Regions from separate parts of the Mus musculus genome. Here regions 1, 2, 3 and 5 are each linked to region 4. The links are chromatin contacts, called in public HiChIP or PLAC-seq and promoter capture Hi-C maps. All regions are on one chromosome and are shown on one strand. Each heading gives the region's core, a stretch centred on a gene start, on an enhancer-like site or on the middle of the called end of the contact. The rest is flanking DNA. Distances are from core to core; before and after follow the strand shown. Region 1 holds the start of Slc7a8 (solute carrier family 7 (cationic amino acid transporter, y+ system), member 8). Region 2 overlaps Rnf212b (ring finger protein 212B). Region 3 has its middle 6.4 kb from the start of Pabpn1. Region 4 holds the start of 4930579G18Rik (RIKEN cDNA 4930579G18 gene). Region 5 holds the start of Lrp10 (low-density lipoprotein receptor-related protein 10).

Evidence for each region. Promoter capture Hi-C pulls out the DNA fragments that hold promoters and counts their contacts. HiChIP or PLAC-seq counts read pairs in DNA pulled down with a chosen protein or histone mark. Capture Hi-C pulls out chosen DNA fragments and counts their contacts.
Region 1: a contact with region 4 is called in a promoter capture Hi-C map of pre-B cells, with 2.1 times the contacts expected there. The contact joins the promoter of Slc7a8 here to the promoter of 4930579G18Rik in region 4. A contact is called at or near these places in 15 of 39 promoter capture datasets (the C10 cell line, the HPC-7 cell line, HPC-7-derived erythroid cells and 8 more), 1 of 15 datasets of contacts at CTCF or cohesin (embryonic stem cells), 28 of 484 Hi-C or Micro-C datasets (the Ba/F3 cell line, the C10 cell line, the G1E-ER4 cell line and 18 more), 10 of 115 datasets of contacts at active chromatin or transcription factors (T-cell acute lymphoblastic leukemia, acute myeloid leukemia, bone marrow-derived macrophages and 4 more) and 4 of 9 other capture datasets (adipose tissue, embryonic stem cells, liver and 1 more).
Region 2: an H3K4me3 HiChIP or PLAC-seq map of bone marrow-derived macrophages shows a contact between it and region 4, with 3 times the contacts expected there. The contact joins the enhancer-like site here to the promoter of 4930579G18Rik in region 4. A contact is called at or near these places in 10 of 39 promoter capture datasets (3T3-L1-derived adipocytes, HPC-7-derived erythroid cells, fetal liver and 6 more), 2 of 115 datasets of contacts at active chromatin or transcription factors (both in bone marrow-derived macrophages) and 3 of 9 other capture datasets (adipose tissue, liver and pancreatic islet).
Region 3: a contact with region 4 is called in an H3K4me3 HiChIP or PLAC-seq map of bone marrow-derived macrophages, with 5 times the contacts expected there. The contact joins the enhancer-like site here to the promoter of 4930579G18Rik in region 4. A contact is called at or near these places in 4 of 39 promoter capture datasets (cranial neural crest, embryonic stem cells, hippocampal neurons and 1 more), 1 of 484 Hi-C or Micro-C datasets (B cells), 3 of 115 datasets of contacts at active chromatin or transcription factors (bone marrow-derived macrophages, embryonic stem cells and memory CD8 T cells) and 4 of 9 other capture datasets (adipose tissue, embryonic stem cells, liver and 1 more).
Region 5: a promoter capture Hi-C map of adipose tissue shows a contact between it and region 4. The contact joins the promoter of Lrp10 here to the promoter of 4930579G18Rik in region 4. A contact is called at or near these places in 21 of 39 promoter capture datasets (the 3T3-L1 cell line, the C10 cell line, the HPC-7 cell line and 14 more), 15 of 484 Hi-C or Micro-C datasets (B cells, CD8 T cells, the G1E-ER4 cell line and 11 more), 11 of 115 datasets of contacts at active chromatin or transcription factors (the 230-238 cell line, the SCID.adh cell line, bone marrow-derived macrophages and 6 more) and 3 of 9 other capture datasets (adipose tissue, liver and pancreatic islet).

What each region holds. Positions count from the first base shown.
Region 1 is chr14:54,780,606-54,783,420 of GRCm38.p6, reverse strand. It overlaps Slc7a8 (solute carrier family 7 (cationic amino acid transporter, y+ system), member 8), which reads left to right and starts at 1,535. Exons shown (of 11, transcript NM_016972.2): 1 at 1,535-2,241. The coding sequence starts at 2,094. It also overlaps a transcript of Rnf212b not described here.
Region 2 is chr14:54,842,289-54,844,988 of GRCm38.p6, reverse strand. It overlaps Rnf212b (ring finger protein 212B), which reads right to left. Exons shown (of 15, transcript NM_001370899.1): 10 at 2,580-2,640; 11 at 2,154-2,202. Among named protein-coding and RNA genes, the nearest start is that of Homez, 21 kb to the left of the region's middle. Within about 2 kb of position 1,363, at least 11 of the 459 cell types and tissues checked have an H3K27ac peak or open chromatin away from gene starts, as enhancers often do. A contact at or near this core is called in bone marrow-derived macrophages, where this site is marked.
Region 3 is chr14:54,899,166-54,901,883 of GRCm38.p6, reverse strand. No RefSeq gene overlaps it. Among named protein-coding and RNA genes, the nearest start is that of Pabpn1, 6.4 kb to the right of the region's middle. Within about 2 kb of position 1,288, at least 40 of the 459 cell types and tissues checked have an H3K27ac peak or open chromatin away from gene starts, as enhancers often do. A contact at or near this core is called in B cells, bone marrow-derived macrophages and embryonic stem cells, where this site is marked.
Region 4 is chr14:54,648,987-54,651,774 of GRCm38.p6, reverse strand. 4930579G18Rik (RIKEN cDNA 4930579G18 gene) reads right to left here and starts at 1,264. Exons shown (of 6, transcript NR_038053.1): 1 at 1,227-1,264; 2 at 507-710; 3 at 1-35. It overlaps Acin1 (apoptotic chromatin condensation inducer 1), which reads left to right. Exons shown (of 19, transcript NM_023190.3): 9 at 1-58.
Region 5 is chr14:54,462,657-54,465,417 of GRCm38.p6, reverse strand. It overlaps Lrp10 (low-density lipoprotein receptor-related protein 10), which reads right to left and starts at 1,271. Exons shown (of 7, transcript NM_022993.3): 1 at 807-1,271; 2 at 470-514. The coding sequence starts at 843.

The sequences.
Region 1 (2,815 bases), core at 286-2,785, 130 kb before region 4:
ACCATCAAATGTCCCCGTGTGCTTCCTAAGCTTGTTTAAAAAAAGACCAGAGACAATTCACTTTCCTCCATGTCCCCTCACTTCCTCCCTGGGAGTCTTGTGCTATCTAGCCCAACCTTGTCTGTTTTCTCTGTTGAAAATGATTTACACGATCCCCCACTCTCTTCTCTTTTTGCTGAGGCTTTCAATCTGCTGTATCTTAGAGCAGCAAAAGGAGAAGGAGTTGAGATCTCAACCTTTGAAACCTCTTGATACTTGCTGAGTAGGGTGAGCAAGGGGCAGGCGGGAAGGGAGACCGTTCATTGTCTGGACTTTACCCTATCCGGAAGAGCCGTTCTAGATAGCTTAGCCAACCCCATTCCTAAAGGGCTTAACTTTTTTATTTTCTTGAAAAGTCCAAGTTTTTTAGTGTTTTTCTTAAAAAAATGAGTGAAGCCAAATTTGCGTAATTAGTGGTCAGATTGGGGAATTTAGTTTGTCTTATTGAGACAGAATTTCACTTTGGACCTCTGGCTAGCCTTAAACTCAAGGAGATCTGCCTGCCTCTGCATCCCAAGTGCTCGGATTAAAGATGTGTGTGCCACCAGGCCCTTTGGAATTTTATTTTTTAGACTCATTTTAAAATCAAATCATTTTGTATAGACTATGTAAAAAAAAACTTTAGTTTTTCAGCATGGTCTATAATATTGTTTCATGGTTGTTTTGTTGTTGTTGTTTTCTTCAAAGCACTTTACAGTTAGAAATAGACACAGTTCTTGAGGTGGAGCAACTGTTTTGAATTACATTCTTCAAGGAAATGGGGGTGCAATGTTAATATTCTTAACCATTACCATTCTTAGCATCAACACGTCTGTTTCATGATCGGTGAGGGGCTCACGACCTCCTGTCTGAAGTTCAAATAATTTGTGATAAAATATTAGGGGTCATGGGGCAGGCCAGAATCCTCCTTATCCTGCTTCGGAAAAACGTTGCAACTACCCCATATTCTTCATAATTTTATTTAGCTTTCATGACAGTCCCTAAAAGAAACTCTTCAGCTTAAAGTTCTTCCACATTGCCCCCCCCCACACACACCAAAACCACCCCCTATTTCATGAAACAGCTTGATGGCAATATCTCTGCAGCTTTCTCGACCTTGTCCTCAAATGATCCACACCTAAACATCTTAGTACACTGGCCAGTGTGTTTCTGAAGGCATTAGAAGCCCGCAGAACCGTGTGCCCTTATAGAGTTCACAAATGCTGTGCGACCTGAGATGAAGCCTTGGCTAGTGACTTCCCCCTGCGGCCCACCCTTCCCTTGCTCCCACTATGAAAAGAAAAGAAAATGTTTTAAGCCCCTTCCTCCGTGATCTTTGGGGGTAGGGGGTACTAATAATTAAATAGAAGAAGAGGGAGGAGATGCGGCTTAAGGATGGAGGAGGTGGGGGGCGGAGCCTCGGTCCGCAAATAAACGCCGCAGCCGAAAGGGAAGCACATTCGCGAGCGCAGCAGCCACCCTGCCCTCACAGATGGAGCGATCTGCGGAGTGAGCACGGAGCTCGGAGCCGACAAGGGCGAGAAGGAAGGGGCGACCGCAGCAGGTGGAAACCTGATCCAGAGCCGGCGAGCAAGAAAGTACCTGAGCACGGCTCCTCCTCCGCTCCCTCAGCTAAGAAGAACTACTTTTACCCTCATCGTAGAAGAGACTTAAGGGAAGGTGGAGGCGATCTGTTTCATTAGGAGGGCTGCAGGGAAATCCTGACCAGAGCAAGCCGCCGCCCGGTACACCGAGCAGAGCGATCCTGGGCTTCTGAAGATAAACGCTTTCCGGAGAATTCCAGCTGGAGTCGCTGGTACAGTTCTATTTTTGTATTTATATATATATATATTCTTTGCCTTCCATTTAAAAACACGGCCCTTGTTTGTTAGGCAGTGACACGTGTGACTCTCATTTGCTGTCACTTTTAGAGGGTAGGAGCGCACTCTGTTTTCGGAAAAGGGCGTTCTAATTGGAAACTCTGTTTTTCCACATATCTATACGTTTACACGCACGAGCGTTTAGAAAAAGACTGCTCTTTTTCGCTTTGGGTGGTCGGAACCCTACGGAGAAAGATGGAAAAGGGAGCCCGCCAGCGAAACAACACCGCGAAGAACCACCCGGGTTCTGACACCAGCCCTGAGGCCGAGGCTAGCTCGGGAGGGGGCGGAGTAGCCCTGAAGAAAGAGATCGGATTGGTCAGCGCCTGTGGTATCATTGTAGGTGAGTCCAGGTCCTTTGCGGCCCCCGGCGCCATCCCACCCTCTCTCCGGGGGTCCTTCGAGGGACTTTAACCCCGCCAAAGCCTCAAAGGCAGCTTTGCTTTGTCTGTGACTTGTGTTGTCCAACTGCACCGGTCAAGTCGGAGCTATGGAAGTGATGTCTGTCATACATCGCTTCAGCCAAGCCAGGCTGAGCTGTTCTCTCCTTAGAATAGAACAAACAAGAGTCAGGAACCATACAGGCTCTGCGTCCCAAGTATTGCCTGGGAATTTATTAGAAGTGTAACAAATTCTTTCCGGCTTGTCACTAGGCAGTTCTGATCCAGGAGAGCCTAATTCGGGCTGACACATGGATTTTTAACTAGCTTCTGTGCAGCCACCCTCTGCAGGCTGTGAATCTGTGTTTGAAGCATATTTAGTATTATGTTGTCTTATGTTATGAAGCACTGTGGTGTGTAATGCCTCGAATAGTAAAAAAACAGTAATAAAAATGCTTTATAATCATGGTTCTTCATAGGCTGGCCCATCCTATGAAGCACTTGTGAAACAGATGTGACAGCCGAGCTGTCTCAGAT
Region 2 (2,700 bases), core at 114-2,613, 190 kb before region 4:
TCCCAAAGATTATCAACCAGAAGGAAACTTATATCCAATAATACGATCTTTCAAAACTGAAGGAGGAATTAAAATATTCCTATATAAACAAAAATTTAGACAGTGAACTTATCACTCTCAAACTTGCCTTATAAGAAATACTAAATGGAGTCTTTCAGGCTGAAATGAAAGGACACTAATTAGTAACTCAAATGCAGAAAAGGTAATTATATAGGTAAATACAACAAAAGACAGTTTAAGTGCATTTTTCTTGGTAGCTTCTCCCCATCAGATTTAAAAGACAATTGTATAATGCAGTAACTTAAAATTTGTGTTGCTGAGTATATAATTTAACAAAACTATGACATTTTGGTAAGTATTGATGTTAAATGTGGTACTAACTTAAACCAGGTTTTTATAAATTATGTTAGCTGTAATCTCAAAACAGTTTTGAATATGGTAAAGGACATAATGAGATCTAAAGTGCTACACTAGAAAACAATCAACTTAACACAAAGGAAGGCAGTAATAAAGGAATTAACAACAAAATGATGACATTTATAAAAGAAATAGCAAAATGGCAGTTTTTTCTTATTAGCAATTAGAGCAATTATAAATGTGTTAAAGTTTCCAATTAAAAAGCAGAAAATCAGAGCTAATGCTACGTAAGCTGGAGACCCAGATCCAACCCCTAGAAACCACCTAAGGGAGGAAGAGAACCAGCTCCACAAAGTTGTCTTCTTACGTCCACATAGATGCCATGGTTTGGTATGCAGTCATGTGTACACATACTAAGTTAGAAGAAAAATTTACATAAAATCAAAACAAGCTGGGAATAGAGCACAGTGGTAGACATTTGCTGAGTATGCATTTGATCTCCAGCACTGATTGAAAAGAAGAAAAAAATGAAGGAAAGCAGAAAGCAAGCAAGGAAAGAGAGAAGGGAGGAAGGAAAGAAGAAAAAGACTGTGAATTTATCTCAGTGGGAGTATGCTTGAGTCCCCAGATTCAATCCCCAGCCCATTATACACAGGGCCTTCCATGAAGAAAGCAAACAAGAAAACCCTAGTGGCTGCACTAGTAACAGACAAAACAAGACTTTAAAAACATTGTTACTACAAACAAAGCCCATGTTTTACCTTTAATGCAGAGTAAGAAAACAAGCAAACACCTTTCAGGTTATAAGCTGCTACTTTATGTGCTAGTGAGATGGCTGAGTAGTAAAGCACTTGCTCAAACCGAATGGCCTGAGTTTGATCCCTGGAACCCACACAAACGTGGACGGAGAGAAGTGACTCCACAGTTTTTCCTGACCTTCACATGTGTGTCATGGTGCAGGAAAGCAGAAATAAATCACATCGTACAGAAGACATTCAGTTTGTTAGCTTTCCTTTTAGACTTAATTTCTACTGCCATCTTGTGGCAATTTTGAAAATTCAAACTGCTTAAGTTATTCTGATCAGAGGTTTTTGGGTTTTTTTGTTTTTGTTTTTGTTTTTTTTTAAGTAGAGGTAGAGAAAGATAGAGACAGAGAGAGGTAGAGAGGTAGAAGGATGGGGGAGGGGGAGGGGGAGGGGGAGTGGGGGAGGGAGAGGGAGAGAGGGAGAGGGAGACTGAGAGACTGTTGTGCTATGGTACACATGTGAAGACCAGAAAACTTTTTAGTTGTTTCTCTCCTTCCATCTTTTTAAAAATTATTTATTTATTTTTATTTTATGGGCATTGGTCTTTTTGCCTGCATGTATGTCTGTGTGAAGATGTTGGTTGCCCTGGAACAGGAGTTACAGACAGTTGTGAGCTGCCATGTGGGTGCTGGGAATTGAATCTGGATCCTCTGGAAGAACAGCCAGTGCTCTTAACCACTGAGCCATCTCTCCATCTTTCTGTTTGTTGGGGGAACCAGACTTGGATTAGAAGGCTGTTACCCACTGAGCCATGCCTTTGATCAGGTTTTCAATGGCTATCGTCAACTTTTTATTTTCTCCCTCCCTGTTTCAGAAAAAACAAAAAACAAAAAACATTACTTGAAAAACTGTAATCCATGGTTGACTACCTGGAATCATTTTCTTTTCAGGAAAAAATTAAAACAGCATTATATTATGCATAGGACACTAGAAATTTCTGGTATCTGGCAGAACATACAGACTTCAGATACTTCCCCTACCCTCTCTCACCAGTGTAAGAGTCTCCAGGAGTGCTCCTTACGTGCAGACCTCTGCTTCCCTGACAGAAAAATAATGACCATTAATGACTCTACCCTGGTTTTCTATATTCCCAGCTCCCCATTGTTTCTCAGTAACAATTCATTCACACATGTATTATTCTCTCACATTGTGTGAATTGGTCTTAAGAGGGACCTATGCTCTTTTACTTCAAAAATGCCTGTGGCAGATACTGTGCATTCAATTCTTGAACACTTACACTACAGTCACCACTGTTAATTCTGTGTCATTTTCTAATATTGAGTATCCAAAATAGGCTCCATATGGCATGAAAAGATGTGCCAAAACCAATATAAATGTAAGATTATTGAATTACAGCCTTGCTTTTAGTAAGCATTAGAAACCTTAATATAGAAAAATAATATGATCATTACTTACCTGTTCCACGTGACCCATGCCAGCCACTGTGTAAGGGATGGACTCCATAGAAGAAGAGCGACTACATAAAATGAGACAAAACAAGAATGCAAACAAAACAAAAACAAACACAAAAATGGGT
Region 3 (2,718 bases), core at 39-2,538, 250 kb before region 4:
TCGGTGCTCTTAACCACTGAGCCATCTCTCCAGCCCAACCTTCTTGGTCTTAAGTGTTACTTGTATGCATATGATTTTAGGTCTGACCACTTCGTATTGGATAACCAATTAGGGTGCTGATCCCAGGGAAACCCATTTCTCCCACTCTCGGCATTCCTTAGTTGCCTGTAGTTCTTTATCTAGGCCTGGGTCCCCATGAAATTCACCGCTTCCATGTTAGTGTGTCTATTGGTGTCATACTTGTTCATATCTTATTCAGATAGCCATTTGGTTGAGGTAGTATCATACATGGGTGAAGTTTCCATACCATTTCTAGGAGACACAGTCTCACAACTGATTTCCTGATCCATCTGGTCCTTACTGTCTTTCTGCCCCATCTGTGTGATATTCCCTGAGCTTTGTAGGAACTGTGTTGTGTAGATAGATCCACTGGGTTTGGGCATCCCACAAACACGTTTTCTGCGTTTTGATCGGTTGTGATTTTCTGTAACGGTCTCTTGTTAAAAAGAACACTTTGTCACCCTAACTGGTATAATTTCATTTACACTATATATGTATTATGGCTTTTTCATCATCATTTTGACCTCTCCTCAGTTACACCATGTTCATGATTTTGACAGAGATGTTAGGCTAGCCATAAGCCTTACTAAGGCTCTAGCGAATACTTGCTGAGGCCAGAGAATCAGTGTAAATCATACATGAAAACACTACAAGTTCAACTGGAATGCCTATCAGATGCATGATACAAATGTGGCAGACAGTATGGCTAGGGTATGGTAAGGGAAAGGCCTTACTTAGTTCTGGGTTTGTGCTTATTGGTGGTACCACACATCTTTTTAGCAACAAGGACAAATGAGTTGCCCAGTTAGTAAAAGAATGGAGAAAATAACAAACATGATAGAGTAGAATGGAGTGGACATAAAAGAATTAAGACCACAGAGGGGTCAAAAAAACCACTCATCTGCCAGGTATGGTGGTGCACATCTGAAATCCCAGCACTTGGAAGGCAGAGGTCGGAGAATCTGAGTTCCAAACCAGCCTGGGCTTGACACAGTTCAACTATCTCAAAATCAAACATCCAAAAGAGTTCACAAAGACTAATTTGTTCTGGGAGTGGTGGTACATACCTTAAAACGTGGCAATCAGAGGTTAAAGTAGGCAGATCTCATGAGTTCTAAGTCAGTTTGGTCTCCACATGGATCAGGTCCTGGCCTTCCAAGACTACAAGTGAGACCTGTCTCAAAACAACTTCTAGGGATCTTTCAGAACTAACCAATTAGTGCCCCCTAGTGGATACGCGAGACCAGAGCAGTATTCATTTGTAACAATTTCAGTGTTTCACAATCACTGTTGGGTTCTTCTGTTTTTGAGAGTCTCACTATGTAGCTCTGGCTGTCCTGGAACTATGTAGTCCAGGCTGCCCTGGAATTTAAAGAGATCTACCAGCCTCTGCCTCCCAAGTGCTGGGCTTAAAGGCAAGCATCACATCTCACTTTCTCATTTTTGACGACCAAACCAGATAGCCAGTGGGTAAACACCCATGCTATGGAACATGACAAGGATTTGATCCCCAGAACTTCACAAAGTAGTCCTCTTGACATGTCTCCTGTCCTCTTAACAAAACAGAAAGAAAAACAAGTCCTCATACTGTCTAGTTCAGATCTATAAGCAATTAGTTCTCTTGCCGTGAGGTTAGTCCTATGTCAATCACCACACTCAAGCTCCTATTATTCTAATACTGAATTGTAGACTGCTTCCTGTTAACCAGCCTCTGCAGAAGTATCCAGAGATCATATATTTTAGCTTTATCTCAAGAAAGGGACTTAAACAAGAGGTAGTACAATGGTTAAATGCAAAAATACACTGGTTAACACTCTTGTTAACACAAGAAACATGAGAGGCAGCCGGGCGTGGTGACACACACCTTTAAGCCAAAAAAGGAAGAAGGAAGGAAGGAAGGAAGGAAGGAAGGAAGGAAGGAAGGAAGGAAGGAAGGAAGGAAGGAAGGAAGGAAAGGAAGAAAGGAAGAAAGAAAGGAAGAAAGGAAGAAAGAAAAAGAAAGAAAGAAAGAAAGAAAGAAAGAAAGAAAGAAAGAAAGAAAGAAAGAAAGAAAGAAAGAAAGGAAAGAAAAAACAAAAGAGGCTTTAGAGCCTCATGGAACAGCTTGGTTCTCAAGGGGATGAGACCAAGTCATCAGCAGAACTAGCAATGGCAGGATGGATATCCTGAGGCTGGAGTACATCCTGGGTTAGAGTAATGGTTCAGTGGTTAAGAGCAGTGACTGCTCTTCCAGAATACCCAGATCTGGTTTCCAGCCCTTACCAGCTCCACAAATTCTTACATCTCTTTTTGGCCTCCACAGGATGGGCAAATACAGTATGGTACACACAGGCACAACTCACTAATAAAATCAATAGTCTCTTCTTGACAACACAAGTCTTACGTTAGGTAATATAGTACCCAAGATTTTAGTCAGAACTTACAATATAAAACTGTAACCCCCCTCCCGGCCTGCAATTTAGACAAGCAATTCCACCTTCAATTTCCACCTCTGGAGTGCTAAGATTAAAGGTGACAGTAAGCCTGCTCACAGGGGGGTCATAAGTTGTCCTTGTTTTGCATGAGTCCATCTTGAGACATCAGGGTTAATAAGACCCAAATTTAGAAATTAGTCCATTTGCACTCACCTGAGCAGTTTTCAGTTGTCTCGCTATATAG
Region 4 (2,788 bases), core at 15-2,514:
CCAAGTCAGCAATGATGAGCGCCCAGAGGGTGGTGCTGAAGAAGAGGAAAAGAAAGAGGTAACTAGCCAAGCCACCTGTTGGGGAGGGTGGGCCGAGCGTGGGCCTAGGGAGAATAGACCATCTCAGCCATCCCTCTTACACAGTGGGATGACCTAAAGGGGATAAGGCTATCCTTGGATCAGGATAGGGCAAGGGAGAATTCGCTGGTTTAGCAAGGGATGCCCCTTGTGATAACAGACAAGGTCTTTGATTTCCTTTCCCTACATGAAGCAGTGATATAGACCAGGCTCCTAATTTGGAAGTCTGTTAATGGCCCTTTTTTTTAGAGAGAGAGGGGGGAGAGGGAGGCGAGGGAGAGAGAGAGGAGAGAGAGAGAAAAACCAAAAAACCCAAGTGCAGCTTTCTTGCTGCTGAAGCTTCTGTGAAGCTAACTCCTTGAGCTTTCCCTCCTTTTTAAAAGCTTAATGGCACTTGTCGCCACCTAGTGGGGCTTTGGGTCTCTTACCGAGTCAGCCATGCTGAGGAATTTTTGTTGCTCTTCTGCCCCCCAGTGGTCTAATTACGGAAGTGTAGCTTCTTAGAAATCCAAGGGGTGAACCACAAGGCCCTCTTAGGTTTTGTTTTGTTTTGTTGGCACAAATATTACCACTTTTTCCTATACCCAGTTCAAGAGGCTTCCCCCATTGGAGCCAGCGAGGTCTTCTTGACCCTTAAAGAAATAGAATTAGCTGGGTTTGGGAGTGGTATTATTACAGGGTGGGAGGGGCTGTTGTGTGTGTAGCCTTTCTCTGGTGTGTGTTGCGGGGGTGGGGGCCGGTGAAAGTGATTTGATGTGCAGAATATTATTTATTACAAGGTCCTTCTTCCCCGTAAAACTTTGTCCAAGTACCTCATGTACGGTAATCCGCCCGTAAAATATAACCCTGCCCAACTGGCCAATCGCTGATGCCGCCTCTACCTCTGGACCCACCCGCTGCTACCGAGCCGCCCAATCAGAGCCGAGTGTGCTCCCGGTGTCTTGGCCAGAGGGGCGTGTCTGTGGGCGTCTGTGATGGGCCCCGCCTCCCTTCTTGCTTACATCGGGGCTGAGACGAGCACTGTTCTGGAGAGACTTGTACTGAGAACAAGAAGCATTTGGAAAGGGGTGGACTTGAATCATCGCCCTACTCGGGACACCCCAAGAAGAGTTGTGCCAGTGCTGGGGTGCCTGCCCACATGCCCTTACCTGTCAGAGACTGTGGGTTGCCTTGTTTGCTACAGACTGTTGGGATCCCCATCTAGGGACCAAGAAACCTAAGAGAGTCAGATGTTTATGACGACAGTGCCGAGCTGTAAACACTTGAGTGGGGCCGGTGGCCTAAGCTTTGTTGACTAGAAACCCTGCAGAGAAGTCTGGGGGTCTGTACCCAGGGGCTTAAAGCTGATGGCAGCCCAGCCCGCGTGTCACCACTTGCTCTTCAGATGGACTTTCCTTTGGTCCCTGCTGTCCATGGTGAAGGGCAGCATCGTGTCGGTCGCTTCAGCTTCTCCTCCATCCCTGGAGGCAGGGACTCACTCACCCACCCAACCGGAACCACTGTCTCAGCTGCAGTCCCTGAGGAGGTGCCAACGACAAACCGGAAGACATACTCTGAGCTTGCTGCTGAATGTGTACCAGGTCCTGGGGAAATTGACTACTGCCACCCCCGGGCTACCTTCATCAGAGGCTCCATGATCCTGCTCGGTGACAGGACCTCTCCCCAGTTACACTCAGAGGAGGAAGGGACTTTGGAGTTGTCACCTGGATCCCAAGTGTTGGCTAGTGGCACTGCTGCAGCTTGTCACTGGTGGACATAGGGTCCTGCCTGCCTCATGAAAGAAAGGCAAGGAGCATTCCTGCCGCTCACAGGCCGCTTGCTCATTCATCAGGGACTGCAAGATGATGCCCTACAGGGCCAGGACTGATGCTCTGCCCCCATTCCCCCCTCTGCCCCTCGCTGAGGCTGGCCATCGCCAGTGAACTGTTTTGACATCTTGGAAACTGGGCAGCGTCCCCCCACACGATTCCCTCCCGCCCCCCCTGCGCCCCTGGGAGGACTCTGGCAGTGCCACGCTGACTACCACGCCGTGCGCCCACCTTTTTTGCCAACCCAACCCCCCACCAATTGCACAGCGCCTAGCAGGGAGGGCTCATTCTGATTGGACGGCGGTTGACTAGATACAGTACACAGTGAGGTGCGATTGGCTGAACTGAAGATCCCAGGTGTGAGATGGTACCTGGAACATTTGTCATATTCCTAGTTTATTCTTTTATTTTCTACCTCTTCTTTAATCTTTTATTTTTATAATTTATTTTTTTATTTCTTTGTTGGGTTTATTTATTTGGTTCGTGTTTTTCTTGTTTTAATTAAGTTATTTTGTTTAATTGGTTTTTTGGGTTCTTTTATTTTCTTTCTTTTTTGTTTTTTTTTGTTTGTTTGTTTGTTTTTTTGGTTTTTATTTATTTCCTTTTCTCACTAACTTACCCATCGTGAGCAACCTAGCTAGGGGTCAGGCTGGCTCTTAACACAGACCAAGGAGACTTGGTTAGATGACACAGGTGGGGCTGGGGGTGGGAGGGGAAAGGAGATTAAGGGGGTCCTGCCCTACCCGTTAGAAGGGTGGTAGGGTGGTCTTAGTTTTTCCAGAAATAAGCACCTATAAAAGTGCCCCTGCTCTGTCTGTAGTGTCACTCCACTGTGTGTCTGGAAAGAGGCTTGCCCAAATCTGTCTTGTGGGATTTGTTTTGGTTTTGGTCCTTAGCCAGAG
Region 5 (2,761 bases), core at 22-2,521, 190 kb after region 4:
AACCTTTTGTAACCTAGGATATCCTCAAAGTCACTATATAGCTGAGGCTGGCCTTGAACTGATTCTCCTTCCTCTGCCTCTCAAGTGCTGGGATTATAGGAGTTGACAACCCTACTCCTTTTCCATATTCTTTATACTTCATCTTAAGTATTCACACTATAAGTAATGTTACTGTAGGCTTTGTGCCAGCCACAGGGTCAGTTGGCAGAGAAATACTGTTTCTACTCTCAGGAAGACCTTACCCTAACTAGGGAGACAAAACACGGATATTACACATAAAAAAACGAGATGGTTCTTAACAACTACCAGGTGCCAGTTCACATTGAGCCTCAGTTTCCCCTTCTGTAAAGTAATGGATGATACCTATTCTAAAATTACAGCAGACTCCAGGATCCAGGGGAGAGATTCTTTTCTCTAGGGTGCATCTTCATTCCCATGCCCCAGAACCCTAGGAACTCGCTTTACTTACCAGAACGTGGGAAAGTGATCCGGTCTGGGCGGGCCAGAGCACCTCCTAGAGGGGGAATCGAGAAAGGGCAGCAGAGAGAGTCAAGTTTTCTTCACCTGGGCAACTCCAAGGGGAGGCCCATCTGAGACTTCCGGACAGTTTATAGGAAGGGGTAGAGGAGCCGGAAGGAGGTGCGTGACCTCGCCGAAAGGTCGCCTTCCCTGGCTGTGAGTGGGAGGGACAGTGTGGGACAGCCCGAGAGGAGGCCGAGGCTCGACGGGGCGGCGGTCGCAGGGGTCGTGGGTCACCAAGGAGGGCGCGGGACGGCGGGCAGTGACACCGGGGCGGGGACTCTTACCGAGGAGGAGGAAAAGAAGAGGGAGGGCCGATAGCATCCTGGGTTGAACAGGGGTGCCGGCAGGGTCCCGGGGCGCCTCTTGTCTACCTGGCAGGAAGCTCCTCGCCGGGTGGGGGCTGCATAGCCCCGGTGCGACCCAGGCTCGGGGTGCCAGGGCTGGACGCACGGCGGAGAGGAACAGGCGTGACGCCTCTTGCTAACTTCAGAGTTGATCGCTCCTTACCAGTGCCCGGCGGTGCTCGCCCGGAAGGCCGCGAGCGCCCCGGCCAGGCCCGGCCGCACCTGCCGGGCTCGACGCTGCGTCCTCCGCGGACCAAACTTTGTGGACTGCCCGTCCCCGAGCCGGCGTGCGGCTCGGTCCCCGCGGCCCTTAGGGGACGGCGGCTTTGCACAGCTCGCGGTGCCCCAGCGGACCCCGGCCGAAGCCCAGCAGCCGGCGACGAGGGGCGCGGCCAGCTTGGCCCCACCCCTGCCAGTCACCGCGCGGCCACGCCCACCTGCGCTCAGCTCCTTTCCGGGTTGCTTTTGCCGTCACGCTCCGGATCGCCCTTTGGCTGCCGCCTGCGTTATCTTTCAGATGTGTCTTGTCAAAGGATGTCTGCTTTTCCCGCCGTAACTGCTACGTGTCTTTGGACCCTTAAATCCTCAGTACTTTTTCTTCACCCAGCGCCTTAGATCCCGTAGCGCTTCTGGTAGTAAGCCTTTACTGAACCAATTACCAGGCGCTATTATAATTATCTGTTACAATGTTTATTCATCACTCCCGCCCCCGCCTCAGCTTTGGAAACTGACACTTCCTGTAGGCTGGGGCCTAGACTGGGTACCTTTGTCCCAAGAGTGTTGCTTGCTCTCCTGCTGAGATGCAGTGATCTCTACGAATGGTAAAGACATAATATGGCTTCACTTGCTGGATCCGTGAACTTGAGAAAATTACTCCTCCGTTCAAGCAGTCCTGTAAAAATTGAGGGTCATGATAGTGTGACTCCCTCCTATGGTACTTGTGAACATTTAGGGTAACATTGTAGATTGAGCCCTAAGCACGTTGGCAGACATAGGAAGTGAGGTGTTTCTATCTGATAGCAACAATTATTCTCAGTTACAGGGTAGTATTATTAAATTTTGTGGGTTTCCGGTTTCCTGTGGCACAGGTGGGTAATATTTACAAAAGAATAACAAGTTGAATATTTTTTTTCACATTTCAGGCTTATACCTAAGTACATTTAGTATACATATAGTAAATATTTAACAGCGAGATGTTTGTTCCTCTTGTCAACAGTCCTGTGAGGTAGTCTATGGTTACTTCCATTTTACAGATAAGGAAGTGCTGGCATGGAGAAGTTTAGTAATACCTTCCCCAAATCTGAATATTCAAATCTGAATGGCTCCCACTGTTTTAAACAATTTGAGCACCAACATAGTGCCACAGGTGGGAAATTCCATACAGTAAAACTTTGTTTCATCTTCAGCATTGCTAAAAATACTTGATTAAATTTATCATCAGGCTACTTGTGATGTGTATATGAAACATGAATAAATGCCATCTACCTGTGTGCTGTGGCATACATTGCAACTTGTGTGTGTGTGTGTGGATGAATGATTAAAATAAATGTCAACAAATATTTTCAGTGCTTCTAGAGAATCACTCACCATCTGCTAGGTATTAATCATAGCATTTTGCATATATTATCTCACTGAAAGGTGACCACACCTCTGAGAAGTCAGTGTTGGAAACTGAGTCACAAATAGTTGAGATACCTTGTTTCTAAATCAAACTCTTGGCATATAAAAGAGCTAGACTCAGACAACAAGACTCAGTCAAGTTGTCTGGACCAGACTCCCTGCTGCTAGAGATGACATGGTAGATTCTAGAATCCTCAGATCAAAGACTTTGTTTGTTTTTGAGAGGTCTCTTGTATCCTAGGCTGGCTTTGAACTCCTGGTTCTCTTGCCTCTAC